Regions from separate parts of the Zea mays genome. Here regions 2, 3, 4 and 5 are each linked to region 1. Evidence: chromatin contacts called from public Hi-C data. All regions are on one chromosome and are shown on one strand. The core of a region is the stretch at or near the end of the contact, and the rest is flanking DNA. Distances in the headings are between cores, read along the strand shown. Region 1 holds the start of LOC542550 (iron-sulfur protein 1). Region 2 holds the start of LOC103642717. Region 3 holds the start of LOC100384247. Region 4 has its middle 50 kb from the start of LOC103642717. Region 5 has its middle 88 kb from the start of LOC103642717.

Evidence for each region. A called contact is a pair of places that touch in the nucleus more often than the background predicts.
Region 2: a contact with region 1 is called in a Hi-C map of leaf, with 6 times the contacts expected there. The contact joins the promoter of LOC103642717 here to the promoter of LOC542550 in region 1. A contact is called at or near these places in 6 of 25 Hi-C or Micro-C datasets (bundle sheath, ear, leaf and 2 more).
Region 3: a contact with region 1 is called in a Hi-C map of leaf, with 3 times the contacts expected there. The contact joins the promoter of LOC100384247 here to the promoter of LOC542550 in region 1. A contact is called at or near these places in 10 of 25 Hi-C or Micro-C datasets (bundle sheath, ear, leaf and 3 more) and 1 of 3 datasets of contacts at active chromatin or transcription factors (leaf).
Region 4: a contact with region 1 is called in a Hi-C map of ear, with 3 times the contacts expected there. The contact joins the enhancer-like site here to the promoter of LOC542550 in region 1. A contact is called at or near these places in 3 of 25 Hi-C or Micro-C datasets (bundle sheath, ear and tassel).
Region 5: a Hi-C map of bundle sheath shows a contact between it and region 1, with 2.0 times the contacts expected there. The contact joins the enhancer-like site here to the promoter of LOC542550 in region 1. A contact is called at or near these places in 3 of 25 Hi-C or Micro-C datasets (bundle sheath, ear and leaf).

What each region holds. Positions count from the first base shown.
Region 1 is chr10:114,182,882-114,185,773 of Zm-B73-REFERENCE-NAM-5.0, reverse strand. It overlaps LOC542550 (iron-sulfur protein 1), which reads right to left and starts at 1,292. Exons shown (of 2, transcript NM_001371631.1): 1 at 1,039-1,292. The coding sequence starts at 1,213.
Region 2 is chr10:113,834,190-113,836,997 of Zm-B73-REFERENCE-NAM-5.0, reverse strand. LOC103642717 reads right to left here and starts at 1,316. Exons shown (of 5, transcript XM_008665924.4): 1 at 1,246-1,316; 2 at 157-211; 3 at 1-63. The coding sequence starts at 1,316.
Region 3 is chr10:114,442,738-114,445,579 of Zm-B73-REFERENCE-NAM-5.0, reverse strand. LOC100384247 reads right to left here and starts at 1,286. Exons shown (of 14, transcript NM_001362333.2): 1 at 1,022-1,286; 2 at 673-737. The coding sequence starts at 1,234.
Region 4 is chr10:113,884,564-113,887,423 of Zm-B73-REFERENCE-NAM-5.0, reverse strand. No RefSeq gene overlaps it. Among protein-coding and RNA genes, the nearest start is that of LOC103642717, 50 kb to the right of the region's middle. Within about 2 kb of position 1,588, at least 15 of the 20 cell types and tissues checked have an H3K27ac peak or open chromatin away from gene starts, as enhancers often do. A contact at or near this core is called in bundle sheath, ear and tassel, where this site is marked.
Region 5 is chr10:113,922,261-113,925,140 of Zm-B73-REFERENCE-NAM-5.0, reverse strand. No RefSeq gene overlaps it. Among protein-coding and RNA genes, the nearest start is that of LOC103642717, 88 kb to the right of the region's middle. Within about 2 kb of position 1,295, at least 11 of the 20 cell types and tissues checked have an H3K27ac peak or open chromatin away from gene starts, as enhancers often do. A contact at or near this core is called in bundle sheath and leaf, where this site is marked.

The DNA.
Region 1 (2,892 bases), core at 43-2,542:
TGCAATAGATATTAGCTATTTTTACAAAAAACTGAAAAATGAGGAATATTTTTAAAACGAGTCGGTACCATAATTATTTCTTTAACCTTCAGGACAGTGCCCACTGTTGTGGTCTTTGCCAACAGGACTGTCATTTCGCGGCACAATAACATAAGTAAATCAACAAAGGTAACATGGCAAAAGGAACAGCAGCCATATGTAGGTCTCTAGAACAAGGAAACGAGGGAACCCATCCAAGAAGTAAAACTAGACTTATAAATACATGACAAATGTTTGTAAAATCAGAAGTTCAGATACTAGTTTTTATTTTGGACGAGGTTCGTAACTGTACCATCAAACTAATGCAATAGCACAACACTGTCATGATAGTAACCAAATTCACCAACCGCCATCAATTTTACCAAACTGTTACCAACATTCTAAAATCAAGGGAATATACTTGCTACGAAGAGGGCCTCTGGACAGCAACACAAGCCATTCAGTTAAGTGTCAAATCATTCAAAAGGAATTTGAGGAATATCAATTAAATATAAATTAAGCTGCATAACAAGTATTGTTAAATAATTTCCCTCCCCCTCTACTATTATTCCCATCCTAGCAACACAGCTCATCACCAAGTTCCATCCTAGCAACCCAGCTCATCATACACTGCTAATCACAAACGGAAGGAGGTATTCTTTTATGTCAGAGCACAGCTCGGTGGCTGCACATAAGAAATGGATGTCAAACAGCATAAGACATGCTAAAAATAAGGGAACAAATTCTCCCGGGTCCTGACAAGAACACAAATTGTCTATCAAATGGACAGACAAAGTGCCTACAAGACCGATCAACGTAAGAGCTACAGCTATTGCACAACAAGCTACAGGAAGGCCTCGAAACAGAACTACACCATCATCGAGAACCCAAACAATCATCCAAAACTTCGCAAAACTAGAAATCCTTGTATCGCAGATCAAGCCCGATGGATCCCGATCTCAATCCGAGCCAAATCTACACGAAGACACGAGAATCAGGATGAAGGTCGCGCGCGCTTACCCCTGGAAGCGACAAAGAAGGGGGAGTCGATGGAGAACCGCGGATGGCTCCGTCCGCGAGCCGAGTCGTCGTCCCGGTCGGGGACGCCAGCGCCGGCGAGGGGACCCCTGGCTACCGCCGCGGCGGGGCGCCAGGAGAGGGAAGACGAGAGCCTTCTCCCCGCAACCCGCAGCATCGTGTCGTCCTCTTCCTCCGGCCGGTGGTGGCGCTCGCCTCCGATCTGATCTCGGCTAGGGTTCGCGCCTTGGCGCACGACGCACGGAGGTAGAGACTGGTGGTGGTGGAAACAAGAGGTTGAGAAAACATATTGGGAGCGGTGGGCTATGCTGGCCCAATATTAGCAGCCCACTTGTATATGTAGGCTTTTGGCTATACTTTCTTGGGCCTAAAACCTCTGGCTAGCCTGCTTTCAAATAAGATTGCAGCGACATAAAATAAAGATGCATTGTACCAATTACTACTCTACAAGTGGAGGCTACACTTAACTGTAATTCTGCTATCGTTCTCCCGTGAGGCCGTGATTACTGACGGCTGGTTTTGTTACTCTATTAGGGCCTGTTCGGTTGTACCGGAATGAGCCAGGATTCATTCCAGTTCATCAAAATCTATATAAATTAGAGAAGTAATCCAGCTAGGAATTAATCCGGGGCTCCAATCCGGAACAACCGAACAGGACCTTAGGGCTTGTTCGTTTACATCGGATTGCACCCGGAATCGTTCCGGCTAATCAAAGTTTATATAAATTAGAGAAGCAATCCGACTCGGAATCGTTCCGACCCACCAATCCGACACAAACGAACAAGGCCATGTTCGTTTGTGTCGGATTGGTGGGTCGGAACGATTCCGAGCCGGATTGCTTTTATAATTTATATAAACTTTGATTAGCCGAAATGATTCCGGGTACAATCCGATGTAAACGAACAAGGCCTTATTCATCTCAATCCACATGTATTGAATTAAATTAGGGTGTAAATTATGGATGTTTAAATGCACTACAGCTAATAGTTAGTTGACTAAAAAATTGCTAGTAAAATTAGCTAGCTAACAAATAGCTAGTCAATTATTAGCTATAGTGTTTTGATGTCTTCAACTAATTTTAGAAGCTAACCATCAGCTCTAGTGCATTCAAATATCCCCTAAATTAATTTACACCCTAATTCACCTCAATACATGTGGATTGAGGCGAATACTAGAGTACCAAACAAAGCCTAAGGGGTGTTTCCAAGTAAAGTTTTTTTGAAGGTTTAAGATAAAATCATGGTAGTGGAGAATATCATAGTTGAAAGATTCCTGGTGAGTTTTGTTGTTTTGGATGACAACATAATCAAAGGTCTAATTGAGGTGTTAAGTGTTGAAGAGCTACTTAGTGAAAAGCTTCAAGGCTCAAGAGTGATATTCCATATAAGATGAGATGGTATGGATTGTACATATCAAAAGTCAAAGTGAAGGATGAACATTGATTAAGTGGAACTCAATGTACATGACAGAGACAACAGGTCAAACTATAAACAAGGCAAGATGGTCTTCGAGGTACTAGAGCAAGGGAGAAGATCAAGAGGACTAGAGTACCTAAAGCCAAGGTGAAGAAGAGGCTCTTACAAAGTCAAGGTTGATCGAGTTGAGAAAGGTTTTGGTGCATTGAGAATCACAACATAAGGACATGACTTGAATCCATTAAGGTAATTCCTATGGTTGTATGGTTCAAGTAATAAGGCTCAAGATCCTAGCTCAAGTAGAGTCATGGTCACAAGAAGTGCAGAAGTGTCAAAGTTAGAACCTGGAAGAGCCCAAAAGAGCTAAATATACTTTGACTTATAGTTTGGATCATTCCTGTGTTTGGAAATGTTCTTGTTG
Region 2 (2,808 bases), core at 67-2,566, 350 kb after region 1:
GGGCTTATCAAGAGCACAAGTCAATCCCTGAGGTATTTGCTGTTTGTTTGCCTTTTTGTGAGTCTGCAAACAGAATGAAGTATCAATGTATTGCTATGCCAGATAATCTCCAGTTCTGCACTAAAAGTAGGTACCAGAGAAGAAACATATGCTCACTTGCATTTGTGTAACAACAACCCAAATTGGGTTTGTGAGCAGTATATTGACACAACTACAAAAAATGCGAGATAAATGAGGCAGCAAGATCACATAAAATCGATAAGATCAAGAGTGATAGCAACTATCTCTAGGAACAGACAATGACAATCCATCCTCTTCTTGCGTAGTTAACGAGACTAATAACCTGAAGAAAGCAAATAGTTATCAACCACCACTAAAAACCGCAGATACTTCACCCAGACACACAATCACTGGTGCTGTTGTGGAATTAGCATTAAGATCTGCCGTTGGAGGGCAACGATTGACTGTTCACTGTTGGTGCTGTTGTGGAATTAAGGTCATTAAGATTTGCCGAATTAACACGGTTGGTTCTCACCCTGTTGAAAAAGTTGCGTAAGAACATAAGGAAAAATGTCACTCTCGGTCTCTCACAAAGAAGAAAAATGGCACCAACCAGTTCGAGTACGCGTAGTTCGACGCAGGACACGGAGAAGTCGCACTCACAGCCTCACAGGTGTCTTGCGAGCACAGGGAGAGAAAAAAAACTGTAGATTGCAGTTAAAATTTGGCCGAATTTATTAAAAAACACACGAACCTTCTAGCTGAATCGACAGCCTGAATTTGGTGGCATTTGGTAGTTCCTAAATGCCGTTCTGCTTCGGTAGGCTCCAATTTTCGAATTTAGTTAGTCAAATTCTAAATAGTTAAATCTTCCTTCGGTTTAATTGAACCAAAGACAGTCTCTGAGACAAATTTCTGATGGAAGGACACTGAGAGCATGATCCTGATCCTATCAGCAGTAGAGCCTACACACGGTACACATCCTGTGATAGAAAAATGCAGTAGAAGTAGCCCCTACTACCTAAAGCTTAGCAGTCTTAGACAGGTCTTCCACGTCCGCCACCAAATCCTAAGCGAGAAACCCCTTCCCAGACCAAGAATCCTTGGACCCAGACTGAACAGGCCATAGGAAGGCCATAGATTAGGGAGTAGAGAATTAGGAGTTGTTGAGACGACGCACTCACCATAGCCGGCCACGCCTGGAAGCCCTTCATCTTGGTAAGCATGAGGTCGCCCACCTTTCACTTGGCCACGACCGCGACCACGTCGGCACCTGCTGTGCGCTTCCTCTTCGCCGGCGCCCGGAAGCCCTTCATCTTGGTAAGCGCGTTGTGCAGGACGCCTCCAGCTGTGCCTTGAACAGCCCATGGTGGTGGTCCTCAGGGAGGAGGCAGAGAGGTGCGCGAGGCGATCGTGTAGGTCGTACTGATGGGGATCGATGGGATGGGTCGGGTGGCGGTGGCCCCGACGCTCGCTCGTCTCCGGATCTCTTCTTCCTCTCCGCCTCGCCCTTCCCCATCAGTACTGCCTCCGCAAGATTGGGGGATGGAACGAGGGCGGGGGCAGGGGTCACGAAGCGGCGAGCGGGCGTGCATCGTGGGCGAGATCCGCGGGTGGGTTCCATGCGCGGACACGGCGAGGTGGAGCACAGGCGGAGGGAGAGGCGGTGTGGGGAGGGCCGGGATCCGCGGCACCTTCCATCGGCGGCGCGGTGGAGGCGTGCATCGTGGGCGAGATCCGCGGGTGGGTTCCATGCGCGGACACGGCGAGGAGCACAGGCGGAGGGGAGAGGCGGTGTGGGGAGGAGGGCCGGGATCCGCGGCACCTTCCATCGGCGGCAAGAGGACCGCGCGGCACAGGCAGAACCGTGCACGCCTACACTCCACTCTTAAGGAGTAGTAGGGATATATATATATATATATATATATATATATATATATATATATATATATATTTGCTTATATAATTGCTCTTCAATGATGTAAGTTATACATTTAATAATTTAGTTCACCTCTATCTCACATAGAGTGTCTTAGAGTCCGTGTGCACACTCTCATTTGGCTACTTTTTCTTCACTTCTCTTTCTTACACATCATCATAAATCTAATATGGTATCTCTTATCGCTCTCCTACATCAGCTTATTATAATTGCTCCAATAAAGGTGGACGTGGACCCCTCGCTATCTCAAAAGCTAATCAAGCACTACCGGAATCTGGCTCTTTGCCGAGTGTCTAGATCTTTGTCGAGTGCTATTTATCGGGCACTCGGCAAAACAGACTTTGTTGAATGCTACACTCAGCATAAAATGACACTCAACGAAGAGAGTTTCTATCGAGAGCCAAACTCTCGGTAAAGACTTCTTTGCCAAGTGCCCAGTACTCAACAGAAATAGTCTCTCTAGGGAACTCGGCAAAGGCTCCATCACCGTCATTTGGTATCGTGATGGCTATTTTTTTGCCGAGTGCCGGGTGGTACTCGGCAAAGTCTATGTCGAGTGACCGAATAAAATTATTCGGTAAAGAAGTTGTTGTTGATATATAGTTACTGAAACTTGTTTAACCAAAATCACATCTGACAAAGAGTTTGTCGAGAGTTTTCTCGGTTTTGCCGAGTGGCAGCAGCTGCGCCTGCCATATATGATCGGAAATCTTCGTGTGACAAAGGTACACGGGAACCCGGACCGGCCGGAGACAGAGACGACAGTACCAGCGACGAGAAGTTGGTGGCAGGCCGGCTAGACGAGGATAGAAAGACTGACGAGCAGGTAATCAGGCACTGCAGTCTGCAGAACGGCTACCGAAGTCGTT
Region 3 (2,842 bases), core at 37-2,536, 260 kb before region 1:
CTATTAGCAGCTAATGGAGCCAAAACAGAGCTATAGGTGATAACGTAGATTTTAAGCATATGATCCGATGTACAATATTGCTTGCCATATGGATGTCCCTCATTTTCCAAGCAACTATTATTCTGGGACATACTCCCTCCACCCTAGTATATAAGACATAACTATCTCTGGTTCAACGACCAAGAAATGTATTTAGTTCTCTCTATACTACCGCATTGATGTGCGCACGTATAGAGAGGGAGTACCTTATATTATGGGACTAAAATAAAAAGTGATTACGCCTTAGTCCTTACATACCAGAATGGAGGGAGTAATAGATTCACTAGCGTTTATATCTGTTTGGTTACTTATTTACCAAGATGTGAATGGTACAGAATCGTGGTAATGAAACCTAGCACCCTGGAGCACTCAGGCAAATAGATTCGCAGGCATCGATCTGCACCTCAGGCTACCGAAATCAGACACCTGAGGATGCGCATCAAAGCCAAACTTGTCTGGGCTTGAAGCCCACATGCACAGTGCATTTCACATAAATCTCTGGGTAGACACAATACCACACCCCAACCTTTCCTCTAAGCCAAGTACTGAAATATCAAGGTAATAATATAGTGGGAAAAAGGAATGAGAAAAGATATGGAAAGACCAGAATAGTTCACCAAAGGCAACAGTTACCTTATAATATCGTTATCCCTGAAGATGCAGGTTGACTCGAATGGTGGCAAGGTAAACCCGTCCATCTGCACACAAGAGACCATTCATTCATAATTTATGCACAAAGCTTGTATTTGTAAAGAATATAGATATAAATAACAAAAAAATGGAAGGAAAATCAGGAATGAAGCATTAATGGTCCACACGGACAACCATCAAACATTGTGGTACGAAACCATCGATTTTGGAGAGAAACCGCAATGATGAACTAATCAGGTTTCGGAGTGGGGAAGGATCCCATGCATAAGTGGGGATGGATAAAAGAGAGAAACGGGAACAATGAAGGAGGGGAGATGAACAGGCGACATACCGAGAGCACAACGCCGCGCGGGCAGGTGCGGCGGAGGCGGAAACGGGCTGCGACATGAGCGGCAAGGTCGGCGACGGTGTCGAGCTCCGGGCTAAGGAGAAGCCAGCAGCGCCGAAGGCCTTCATCCCTCTGTACACGCTGGAGGAGGCGACTGTTTTCGAAAAGCAGACGAAGCCTCACCGGGGCGGGCGCCGCAGGCGGCGGCCTCGCCATTGGTGGGTGCCGGCTAGGTTGGGGGGAAAGGGTTCTGGGTTTCTTTCCCAACTTTTTTCATTTTATCGATTCTAAGACTGGATTTTGAGCCAGAGCCAAGCTTACGGGTGTTTAATACACTAGATCCAATAGTTATTAACTAAAAAATTGATAACACAATTAGCTAGCTACCAAATATCTAACTAAGACCCTGTTTAAATCTCACATGATAATTTTTAGCTTCCAGCTAAACTTTAGCCATATAAATTGAAGTGCTAAAGATTAGCTCCTTCGGGTGTTTGGACTACTCTAATAAAGTTTAGCACATTGGAATAAAAAGACACATATGCCCCTAATGCGGAGAGAGAGAATGAGGTTGGAGGGTATGGTTGGAAAATAGGGTTCTCTGGCCCACGTTTAGCTACTTTTAACAAGTAGCTTATAAGATAATAGGTGCTAAATTTTATCATACCATCATTAGCTCTCCTGTTTAGATCACTAAATGGCTAAAAGTAGCTAAAAAGCTGTTAGAGTTTATCTAGTAGGATTGAAACAGGGCCTAACTATCGTGCTTCCATTGGATGTCGATATTAGAGATGATGGAATTTAATTGTGTTGAATACCAAATCAAGTATGGTATCAAAATGAGATGTAATTTCATTTTTTTAATACCACTAAATTGAAGTTTGGAATTGTGGGGTCTAATTCCACGCAATACCGAGAGGTGGGGCTTTGTTTTGGGAGAGGGGTTTCTAGTTATAGTCAAATTCTGGAAAATTGGGCTCTAATTCAAATCTCAATTCCATGTGCAATCAAACAAAAAGTTGATTCTAATTCCCAATTCTGAACTCCAATATCTACATCCAAACGAGATATTAGCTAATTTACTAAAACTATTAGCTAGCTTGTTTGGATGCCATCAGCTAATTAGATAACTATTATTTCTAGTGCATTCAAACACCTCCATATGGGTAATAGAATATCTAAGAGTTTATTTTCTAAATTTCACTCTCTAAATCTCTACTGCTTACTAGGTAGTGACCGTGTGTTGCAACAGAAAATATTCGATAACTTATATATACAAATGTATGTTATACTATTATGAGATGGAGGGCGACATCCACGAGTTATCTGGGATGATGTCGAAGAGAAACTCGGGCCTGCGACGCACGAGCACTCGCCTAGTAGTGTATTATATAAGATTTAACAAGAAAATTTAATGGCAAAAAATTAAGAATGATCTTTCGAACGTCTAGTTTAGACATTCAAATCATAAATATAAAATAAACATAATCATAAATGTCTATTTAATTTATTTTTTCCATAATATGGTTAAGGTACTCTTGTATATTTTCAAGAATATTAAATCGATATGTGTTCCCCTCGTATGCCAATAGATCAATAAATAAATTCCTGCGTAGAGTCACACCATCCTGTAAAAAATGCTATAAATAATATCACCCTCAACTACAAATTATATATATGCTATTATTCTCACCATACTAAGTTGCGCTTTTAAATCACTGTCCTACCACGCCATAATGTGCAAAGCAAAATGGCCAATATTAAGACTGAAAAAGTTACCAACTTTGTTATATTATAAATTATAAACATAACATTTATATATAT
Region 4 (2,860 bases), core at 339-2,838, 300 kb after region 1:
GAGAAATTTTGAATAGGTTGAAGGGTCGTAGTTTAAGGAGTCGAGCACCAGCATCTTTCCAACCTTAGGATAAATGAAGAAGCATATCCAGTGCTCTCTGTACGAATCAAATTTGTGATGCATGTGTATTGAAATTATTAATTTTATTTATACAAAATCACACTTACTTAAAGTTGTACGGGCCACTATGACTTCTCTCTCTTGAAATTCAAGCTTTGCGTGTTCTATGTAGGTGGTGTATCTTGCTTCAAAATCCTTTTTCATATTCTGTGTAAGCTTCTCAACTTCTTCGACGGTCTTTCCTTTTAGTTCTTCGTTGTATTTTCCTATTCTGAAAGTGTGATTTGCACTGGCAGTTGTGTTAAGAAAACCGCCAATAGAAATTGATTTCCACTGGCGATTTCTTAAACCAGGTCCACCTTTTTATTTTCACTGTCACTTGGTAACTAAAACCGCTTGTGAAAAGTTTTGCGTACTATAAGCTTAGGGTCTGTTTGGTTGGGCTGTGGCTGTGAAAAAAGTTGCTGTGGGATGTGAGCTGTAGAAAAAGCTGCTGTAGGCTGTAAGCTGTTAAAAAGCTAAAAATCGTTTGGTGGAAACCACTAAAAGTCGTTAAAAATTCTTCGATATATGTTTTCATAGTTTCATCCGAAAAGCTACTAAAAGCAGGTACAGGAGTGCTTTCAGATTTGCACTACGAGAAAGTCGGCTTTTAGAAAAAGCTGCTTCCTGGATCCAGCCCTTTGGTTGGCTTTTGGCTTTTAAGGAGGCAAAAGCCAAAGCCAAAAGTCAAACCAAACACACCCTTAGAGCTCTTTTCTACTGGTGTATTGGGCTCACCTAATAATCATTTACAAAGGTCATGCTAAAAAAATTACCTCTATTATTAGGCTATAAAAAACTATTTTCTGATTTTTTTAGTAGTGAAATCTCTAAGAAACAGAAGCAAATAAAGAAAACGAAGCTCATTCAATGCATAGAGTTTGCCAAAAGATACGGGGAGCCTACGACCACCGACTCGCTGCAGCGTCTTAATTGACTCGGTCATACATAATATCCACTAGTACCCAGGTGTTGAAAAATTCTCAAAAAACTGATTAGGTCACATGACGAAAGAATATAAAATTTTGGCATTTCCTATTATTGACTTCTTCTCATATTCACTTGGAACAACACGCGACACTGAGAAAAACTTAACAAGTACTAGGGAAATGTTCCAATTATTGTACGCTCGCGGGAGAAAATGATACGTGGTCAAAAGATGCACTGTGGAGGATTAATTGGAGTGAGAAGAATAAAGAGAATAGTGTTTTCCTTGTTGACTTTTAGAACCAGGGGACAACTGCCTGTAGTTGTCACTAGGCGAGAGGACATGAAAGTGAACAGACAAATTGCCACTACACTACAGTACACAATCAATCACGCCGAAGGATCATTTGTTGGGTGTGTTAAGATTTGGCAGGTTTTTAATATTAATTTTGAGATAAAGCAGGACGTCAATCTTGTGACCCAATACCCTGGTTGGTTGTTGTGCTGTGCAGTGCTGAGCCAACGACATCTTCGTTGTTGCAAGGGCTGCCTAGGTGCTCGTTGGACCAATTGTCAGAAGTTGATGCGGGCCTTGGGCTGGCCACCTTGGGCTATCCTTGGCCCAGTATGTCTTGCACTTTTGTGACTCCACTCTCGAACTTGAAGAATATTTTTGAGGTGCTAATATCATAATATGTTTGTAGACTCGACGATTAAGGGTGTATTTGGTTTTTAGAGACTAAATTTTAATTCTCCTTTTTAGTCTCTAAATTATTAAACACTGAGATTAAAAGAAGGATTATCTCTATTTTAGTCTCTGTGTTTACAATTTAGGGACTAAAATAGAGGGACTAGAAATTGGTCCCTACAAACCAAACCAAACCTACATTCTCCTTCGACTTACACTAAACTTTCCTAATTAGGGTTTTGAGATATGTGATATGTATATAGCTTGCCTAATTAAGGTTTTGAGGTACATTGGCATTTAGATATGATGTCATATGCCTTTGTATTGTACTAATATGTTTATCCATGTACGACACAAGTTGATATGTCTTCATTATGTCAATATATAACATGTCATAACTATATGTCAATTGTGTTGATGTGCACGTGATACTTTTGTTTACATGATCAGACATGCAGCCCCTCCTCTAGAGGCACCCAGATTTGTCCATAGACTCTTGTCATTCAGGCTAACTTTGTAGCAGACATAATTCCTATTTCCAACCATAATAAGTAATGTTATCGTACACTTCATTTAATATTGATATTTTACATCCTAACACACTTTTATAATTTACCATACATAGATAATTGAGTTGATTAGATGGTTCCAAGATATACTTTGGTTTCCTGGAGGTCATTAAATCTGAAAGCATCTCGGATTCTAATTTAGTTTTTTGTGATTAATGACAACATAATTATTATAATTAACCTATATTTTGCAAGGGCATTATAAGTAGGTCACAATAATGATCGTATAATGAGCAATCAATGGTTTTCATGCCCTTTAGATAGATTTTATTTCAGTTTTCAAATAATATGCAACAGGGTTAAGGACATACTAGTTCTAAGTGTCAATTGGAGTGAGGGACGCTTAGAGTAATTTTAGGGGTTCATTTTTCCTTGGTCATACTATATAGGGGTATAAAGTAGTAGTTTGACCTAGTTGATTCTAGTGAGTAGGTGTGATGCGTACTTGTCAAACTTAGCACTAGGTAGATCAGAGGAATCCCAAAGTTCAATTGTAAGTAATCCCATTCACAAATATGCTTCAAAAGGATGTGAATGCAATGCGAAGGTTAGGATCTCACATGACAAAGTTCTA
Region 5 (2,880 bases), core at 46-2,545, 260 kb after region 1:
TTAAATGCGCTTGTACAACATCAGATCGATAAAACAGACGACGAATTCGTAAAGTGAAAGCTAAGACATCTGTTGCTACTTGAATTAAGAGCCAGAGATAGCTCAACTTATTTTTTTTGCAAACAGCACCTTTAAACACCTTAAAAAGACTTTATATTGATCACCATTGTATGCCCAATGCTTAGCCCACGCACATGTAGCCAGCAGATTTAATGCATGAAACTTGAGTTCACACCTTCTTCAGAAACGCAGTACATGTGTCGTACTGTAGAGAGCGAGGTCCCTCGAAGATAAGAAAATGACAGGGACAACACACAACTGAGAATCTTGTTACAAACACAAGACAATAATGCATCCTGTTCATAAAAAAAAATAAAAAACTGGCTGTCGTTCTTCATCTCCTTCCTGCATGCACCAGCTGAAAACGCGAAGTGGTCCTTATATATACAGCGTAGAACTCTTACTTCCGATTCAACAGCTAAAAGTACAGAAGGTTTCTCGATCATATGTTAATAACTGTCGGCGTCAGATCGACATAATCTATGAGCTAGCTAGTAGTACAGGAAATGAATCCAGCTAGCGTCTATTCGTCGTTAGCCAACAAGATGCATGCCCGCAGGAAACCTGGCTGAGTTTTCTTCACAAATAATATTGCCATCCATCCATCGTCGTCACACGCCATCAAGATGCATGGTGACTTTAAGGTACCACAACTAAGAGCCAGTAGTAGCATATAGTCTATTCTAGACGGGCTCGTCGTCGCCGTCGTCGTCCTTGTTTGTTCCTAGTTATCATCTACATGCACTAATACTCACCCTCTCTTCTATATTATTCTAAGCCATTTGAACTTTTTGCGAAGTTACCAGTCAAATCGGACTCTGCCCTTGGCTCTTTCGCATCATTCGTCGTGGACGACGACTGTATATATCTATCTATCCGAGATTGTTAGCACTGATAGCCCGGCTGTATGAGCCAAGCCGGCGGGAGCCTAGCTCCAGAGATGCGACCAATTTGCTCGCGTCTATAGAGCCTGACTTAGGGTACTTTAAATATCGTGCAAGCCTGACTTCACATCTACACGCAGGTAACCAAATACACACCTCGCACGCATAGAGCCTGGTTGACAACAACTGAACACCAGCTGATTGCATCCCATGATACAAGAACGCAAATACAGGTAACCAAACACATGATATATAAACTATGGGCGCCCCTTCCATCTATCCTCCAACCAAACACGGACAGTCAAAGTGGGCCGCGGATCAGACAACGACGTACTCATATGCCCAGACAGCTAGGCTGTGTGTGTCTGGCTGTCGCCGCCTTGAGGTCAAACCGGCGGGAGTCGCCGGAGCCCATATTCCCAGTTGAGAACCAGCGCACAAACGTCACAGGAGAACCAAAGCCTCCGAGCTAGGCTTCCTTTTTTTCCCCAACACAGCTAGGAGCAGCCGGATTAAGGGCATATTTAGTTTCCTGTCTAATTTGTCGCTTTTGGCTAACTTTTAGGTCTAAACTTATTTCTTCAATTCGAACGACTAACCTTAAACAAAGTGTGACACGGTTAGTCACGAACCAAACACCCTAAGGCCATCAAATTTGCCCGACTAGAGTTTTGGTGAATTGGTGTTATCTTAAAAGTCTACCATTCTAAACTCTGACAAAAAAAACACCTTAGTTGACACAATGCTCAGTACCACCAATTAATTGTGTTTGCAAAATTTGAAGGGGGTTGTTCGAACCGGTTTTGAGCCGGCGGACTGTCCGGCCCTGAGGCCGGACGGTCCGCGGTCCGGACGGTCCGCGCCTGTGGGTCGGACGGTCCGCGCGTGCGCAGAACAGATTAGGGTTCCGAGTTTTGTGCTATGGTTGTTAGCTATATTCGCGGGATTAGCTCGGAATCAGTTGTGTAAAGGGTCCAGCCCCCCTCCTCTATAAATAGAGAGGTCTACGGCCGATTTGTAATCATCAACAATCGAATCAATACAACTTCTATTTCGCATTTTATCCTAGGAGTAGTTCTAGTCTAGTTTAGGTTTAGCTATCCAATCCCCAAATTCGTCGTCTCTCTTCGGCTCTACGTCGATTAGAGGAGTCTAGGTCGGCCGGCCTGAGCCTAGACACCACCTAGGATCTCTCCTCCCCGACGGGGTCCCTCCCGGGAGCGAGATCCAGGCGCCGTCGGCGGTCTTCCGCCGCCCCTGCGCACGCGCGGACCGTCCGGCCCTAGGGCGCGGACCGTCCGGCCGTCAGGCAGGGAACTCGGGCTCCTGCACCAGGTCGCGGACCGTCCGGCCCTGTGCCGCGGACCGTCCGCGCCTGACCAGAAAGCACCGCCGCCTCGCACCAGGCCGCGGACCGTCCGCCCCTGTGCAGAGAGCACCGCCGCTGGTGCTCTTGAGTAATTGGCGCCTCCGAAAAGGTGTCAACAGGGGTATATATATATGAGGAGGTATGCCTTGAAACATAGTTTCCATCATAACAGGATGCATTTTGCTGTATTATTATGGATATGTTGCAATAACAATTTACTAGACATGTAACTTTGAAAAAGCTGACTTCTAACAAACTGAAATGTCACTTATTTGTGACTGTAGAGTGAGTACATATAGTATAGACACTACAATTCATGCATCTGAATCGTGGAGGCATGAAGTTTCTAATTAAAATAATCATTTATATAAGTGTAATGTGTATCTCTATCTCTATATTGTCATTATTTATATCTCTAGTTAAACTGATTTATGTTTAATCTAGTTTTAGTAAATAATATTCATATTTATGGCTATTTATATGAAACATAATGCTATTTATTATAAAAATATATGTTGCACTTAATCTAATTGTATGTATTTAAAATCGTAAATTTTGATACTTCTT